Linked DNA regions of Sus scrofa: region 1 is linked to region 2. The links are chromatin contacts, called in public HiChIP or PLAC-seq maps. All regions are on one chromosome and are shown on one strand. Each heading gives the region's core, a stretch centred on a gene start, on an enhancer-like site or on the middle of the called end of the contact. The rest is flanking DNA. Distances are from core to core; before and after follow the strand shown. Region 1 holds the start of CLIP2 (CAP-Gly domain-containing linker protein 2). Region 2 holds the start of LIMK1 (LIM domain kinase 1).

Region 1 (2,700 bases), core at 155-2,654, 170 kb after region 2:
CTAGTAGGCGACGGAGCTGGATTCTTACCACTGCACTTTGCTTCAGGTCTTATTTCTTAGTAGCAAGACCTTGCATCCCGGAGGCCTGGAACAATTCACCTCCGGTTTCCCGAACACAGCCCTCCCGCTCCTTTCCCATCCCATCGACCCCTCCTCCCGAAGCCCGCCCTCCGCTGGGCTCACTCCTCACCCTCCTCCCGCCTTGGTCTCCAGGTCTGGCTCCCCGCACTCACCGGGGGCCTCCTTAGGGCTGGTCCAGTGCCCAGCCTCTGTCATCAATCCCATGACCTGTTTGTTGGAGGCACCATCCCCACTTTATCCTTGGGGAAACTGAGTTCCAAGAGGTTAGCTCATTTCTCAAAGGTTCTGGATACCAGGGTTGTAGAGGGCTGGTTGGTGGCAATTTAGCAAATTCATCCATTCAACAAGTGTCGACCCTGGGCCAGGCACTTGGGCTGGGTGCCTTAAGGGCATAAAAACAACAGTTGGTGTACAGCCCGGGCCTCCCCCACCACACCCACAGGCCCATGCTCACGGGGGATGGAGGTGAAATTGAGATGGGCTTTGAAGGGGAAGGATGATTTGTCAAAAGAGAAAGGGGGGAACCATCTAGGGGAAAGGAACTGAGGTTAGCTTAGCCAGGGGGAGGGGGAGAACAAAGGCACAGCCGCCAAACACAGCCAGGCACATTGGGTGCTGGGATTCAGTTCCTTCCCATTCCTGGGCTGCCGCTTCGTCTCTGCCCCTGAGCTGTCCAGGGCGGGCAGGCGGATGGCTGTGTCAATCTTCCCAAATCGCTGGAGACAGCTTCTGCCCGGGGAGGAGGGTACAGGCTTCAGTCTGGATCCCGGGTACCACTTTTTCCAAACACGTGTCCGGAGCAAATCACCAAGACACTGGTGCCATTCGTCCCCACCCTTTCTGGCCTCCGGACAGCTCAGGAAGACCTGGAGTTCGCACCGCAGCGACGCTGTTCCCTCCTCATCCCTTCCTGTCCAGTTCAAACGTCACCTCCCCTGTGAAGCCTTCCCGGAAACTCCAGGAACCTCTCCTCCCTCTCCGCAGCTTCCAGAGCTTCCGCCTCCCCTGGTCTGAGACACCCCTGTGAGCAGAGCAAGGCTGGAGGATGTGTTTTCGCTAAACACGACTGAAGCCCCAATAGGTGCCCAGCGCCGAGGTGGGGGCTGGCGCGCTTCGGGCGCCGCGCGGTTGACCGCCCGCCGCTAGGAGCGGTGGACCAGCCTCGGCGGCGTTTTCCGCCCGCCCGCCCCCTTGCGGCGCCGCGCCGCGGCCCGAGAAACGCGAGGCCGCGCGATCGCTCGCCTGACCCCCGCCGCGCCAGGCCCCGCCCTCCCGCGCCCGCCCCAGCGCCGGCCCCTTTTGTTCCCTCCCGGAGCCGGGCCGCTCGCTCCGCTCCCGCTCAGCTCCGCTCGGCTCTGTCGCGGGGAGCGCAGGCGGCGTCCGGGGCTGCCTGGGTCAGCGCCTCCCGCCTTTCCGCCGCCGCCGCCGCTCGGCCCGCCCCACACGCGGCGCGAGGCCGGGGCCCGCCGCGCGAACGCGGAGTCTTCGGCGCCAGGAGGGGCTGCAGCCGGTGGGCAGCGGCGCGCCGGGAGGGGCCGCAGCATCCTCTGCCCCCGCGGCACCCGGGCCGGGAGAGGAGAGGGCCGGGCGCCCGGCCGCCCACTGCTCAGCCTGATGCTCGAGGGGCGAAGGTAGGAGCAGCCGGAGGGACCCCGAGGGAGGGGGCTCGCCGGGCAACAAAGGACCGGAGGATGGGGAGGCGGTGGCAGCCCGGGCCTGGTCCGAAGCGGGGTGGCCGGCCCGGAGGCGTTGTCGGGGCGTGGGAGAGGCCGAAGGGTCGGGGGCGGTGGGTGGGCGTGAGCGGGAGCTGGTCCTAGGGTGCACCCCCAACTTCCCTGTCGCCTGCAGGCGAGGAGGGGGCGTTGCTGGCGTTGGGGAACCCTTCTCTGGCTGCTGGTCCCCTCGGTGAAGGCATCACCCGCACGCTCTGTGCCCCCAGCGGGGGTTCGGCGCAAATGCTGAGGGGTTGCTTTCACCTGGCTCCCCTCTCCCAAGGGCAGCGCCGGGTGGCTGAACGTGCCATACGGCTCTGGGTTCCCAGGCGTGGGAGAGCCGATCCCAGTGGGCGCGGCCACTCGGTGCCCTTCTCCAGAGGGGTCTGGGGCGACACGAAGCCCCCGCCCCGCCGGTTGGGGTCGCCTGGCCGCCTGACCGATGCCCTTTGCGAAACTTGGTTAAAGTGCCTGGCAGAAGGAGCTAAGGGGGGACTGGGATGGGGCGGCTTCCCGCAGGGGTGGCCCCCCCCAAAGCTGGCGCTCGTGGCTGGTGAGGCAGCACATTTTCTGCCCTCCCCACAGGGAGGGGCCGTGGCCGCGCGCGCGGAGGATGCTTCACTTGGCCTCCAGGGCCCGCCCGTTGTTTGGGTCCTTCAGGCGGGGCTTGGGCAGGGCGGATGCCCACTGGGCACTGCCACGCAAGCTCCAGAGCCACCCTGGGAAGGATGGGCAAAAGGGACATTTTGGTTGGGGGGAGTCACACACCCAGCTGCGAATCCTCCAACCTCTGAGATGCCACCTTTCTCTTCCGGATGAAAAATGGGGGTCCGAGGTGAGGGGGCTGCCCTCACCCCTGTAAGATGCCCCAGCGACGAGTGGGGTGGCGGTAGCCTAGGGCCGCGGG
Region 2 (2,860 bases), core at 92-2,591:
AAATAGCAACAACAACAACAAAAAAAAAAAAAAAAAAAAAAAAAACCTGCGTCCTCATGGATACTAGCCAGATTCTTAACCCCCTGCACCACAACAGGAACTCCCTCTTCGCTAGTCTCACAGTCTTCAATCTCTGCCTTTTTTTTTTTCTTCCTTTTCTAGGGCCACTCGCAGGGCATATGTAGGTTCCCAGGCTAGTGGGTCTACTCAGAGCTGTAGCCACCGGCCTACACCAGAGCCACAGCAATGTGGGATCCGAGCTGCGTCTGCGACCTACACCACAGCTCACGGCAACGCCAGATCCTTAACCCACTGAGCAAGGCCAGGGATCAAACCTGCAATCTCATGGTTCCTAGTCAGATTCGTTAACCACTGCACCACAACAGGAACTCCAATCTCTGGCTTCTTTTCAAGAATCTTTTGTGGCCACAAGTCCATTCTGTAAGGGTTAGTTGTAGATTCTTCAGCTGTTGGCGGGGTGCTCCAGGCTCCCAGTGCTGGACTGAGCACCGTGTGCTTTAGGGACCGCCCAATTCCTCTGGCCACTTCACTCAGCCAAAACCCCATCCAGCTGTGCCCCCTGAACCAGGGGCAGGGCGGCGCCAGCTCCCGGTCTCCAGCACTAGGAGAAGCAAATCCCTGAGCTCAGGTGTCACATCCTCCCCAAGGTCCTGCTCCCTTAGCGCCCCTGCCTAGCTGGTGAGGGCCTGAAACGTGGCCATCTCCTTCCCCCCGTCCCTGCCGGAGCCTGCCTTCACTGGCAGGCCTCAGAGAGGGAGAGGACCTGGCAGGCGCCCCTCCCTGAGGCAACCACTACGGTCCTCAGGGTCCAGAACTTCTCCTCCGGGTCAGGTCTCGGTTCTAGGTTCTATCCAGCAGGCTTGGGGTCAGAGGCGCTCCCCGCGGGGAAACTGAGGCCCCTAATTGGAGTTTCTACATCCCCTAGGTTGTCGCTGAATCAGAGCACGTATCCCACCTAAGCCGCAGCTTTCCGCTTGGCTCGGGGGCGCCGAGCAGAGAATTGCCGTTCAGGAAAGATGAATGAAAGCAGGAGCCGAGCCGAGCGGGGCCGGGCGGGGCGGGGCGCCGCTGAAGGCGCGGGGCGGGGCCGCGCAGGGCAGATCCGCCGCTCGCCCGCGCCCCGCCCCGCCCCCGTGCCGCAGCTCCGAGGCCCCGCCCCGGCCCGCCCCTCCGCTTGGTGCCCAGGCCGCCGCGGCGCGGAGCCGGTGCCGGTGTCCGAGAGGCGGCGGCGGCGCCGCGAGCCCCGAGCCCACTCCGGCCCGGCCCGCGCTCTCCGCCCCCGCCTCCCGGGCCGGCGGCGGCGGCGGCGGCGGTGGCGGCTGCGGGCGAGCGCACCGGGCCCGGGCCGCCCCCAGCCCCAGCCCCGCCGGGCCCCGCCCCCCGCCGAGTGCATGAGGTTGACGCTACTTTGTTGCACCTGGAGGGAAGAACGTATGGGAGAGGAAGGTGCGCGGGGCGCTGGCCGGCGGGACGCCGACCCCGGGGCCTGGCGGGCGGGGGCGCCGCGCGGGGGAAGACGGGGAAGCGGGGGGCACGGGAGGGGGCCGGGCCGGGCCGCCGTGGAGGCCGGGTCTGCCGCCGGGCCGCGCCCCTGTGTCCTCCGGGATGAGCTCGTCCTTCCGAAGCCCGTAGGCCCCTCCCTGATACGCTCCCATCCCGTTTCCCCCTCCTCGCCCGGGTGGGCTGCCCTCCCGCGGGCGGAGGGCCCCTCCTCCCTTTCATCCCTACCTTCTCCCATCCCCCGACCCACGACCACCCCGGAGGAATCCCTAGCACCGCCTGCCCAGCCCTTACCCATTCTCTAGCCCGTTTGGGAAAGAAGAGATGCTGGGGAAGCCGCAGTTCTGGGTCCGAGGCGCAGCCCCGCGCCTGGCCGACTCGTGACCTTGAGCCAGGCGCTACCGGCCAGGCCTCAGTTTACCCTTTTGGACAGTTGGGCCCCGGTCCTCGTTGTTGGGAGCCGGGTGGGCAGAGCAGAGGTGCGCCTGCATGGAACCTTTGGCTGTGTACTGGGGCCCCCAACCCCTCTCTCTGCACCAAACCTAGTGCCTGCCAGTCTTGGCTGGGAGGATGACTCATAATAGCGTCCTCTAGCGTCCCTTGCCCCTACTGGGCCCCAAGCCTTGGCCTTGCAGGACAGTTAGGGTATGAAGCCCCCCCACCCCAGATTCCCTCCATGGGGTCTTCTTTCCCAGCTTTCTGTTGCTGAGCCACCTCATAGGCCTTCCTGTTCCAACAAAGATCCTACTGTGCTGGCCCCTCCAGCCCTGCCCTCTCCTAGGACTCCTGCCAGCCTTCCCCCAGGTCTGTGAAGGCCCACTTGGAGCAGGGGCCCACCTTATGGTAGCCCCTGGGTCTCTAGGTCCTCTTGGAGGGTCTTGGAGCCTGGCTAGTGACCCAGCCAGCCTTACCCTTTCCAGGGTTCAGTCTCCCCATCTGTATAACAGGAAGGGGCAAGCTGGGGGATCTCTAGGGCCCACCCAGCCCCAAGGGTGCCAGGCCCTAAGGATGACTAAGCATGCCTAGAGGCCAGCTTGACCAGGTGCCAGGCCTCCCCGGAGCAGGTGTCTGGGATTGCTCAGCCCTGTGGCCCTGGCCCCTTGTTAGGCCAGGGCATAGCCAGGCCTTCCATAGCTCTGTCCGGTCCCTGCCCTTTGAAGGGTCCACTTCCTGGGCAGGCAGGGGAGGAAAGGGAGCTGTGACAGGAGTGCCACTGCCTTATTTCTAAATCATGCTGCTTTCTCTCTCCCCATTTTCTCTTGCCGGACCCTGCGTTGAAGAATGCCATTGCTGGAGGGCAGACATCTGCTCCTCCTCCTCGGTTTACAGATAGAGAAAC

Evidence for each region. HiChIP or PLAC-seq counts read pairs in DNA pulled down with a chosen protein or histone mark.
Region 1: an H3K27ac HiChIP or PLAC-seq map of alveolar macrophages shows a contact between it and region 2. The contact joins the promoter of CLIP2 here to the promoter of LIMK1 in region 2. A contact is called at or near these places in 1 of 5 promoter capture datasets (fetal skeletal muscle), 2 of 47 Hi-C or Micro-C datasets (embryonic fibroblasts and skeletal muscle) and 1 of 2 datasets of contacts at active chromatin or transcription factors (alveolar macrophages).

Annotation. Positions count from the first base shown.
Region 1 is chr3:11,418,042-11,420,741 of Sscrofa11.1, forward strand. CLIP2 (CAP-Gly domain-containing linker protein 2) reads left to right here and starts at 1,405. Exons shown (of 16, transcript XM_021086342.1): 1 at 1,405-1,712.
Region 2 is chr3:11,251,479-11,254,338 of Sscrofa11.1, forward strand. It overlaps LIMK1 (LIM domain kinase 1), which reads left to right and starts at 1,342. Exons shown (of 16, transcript XM_021086335.1): 1 at 1,342-1,467. The coding sequence starts at 1,413.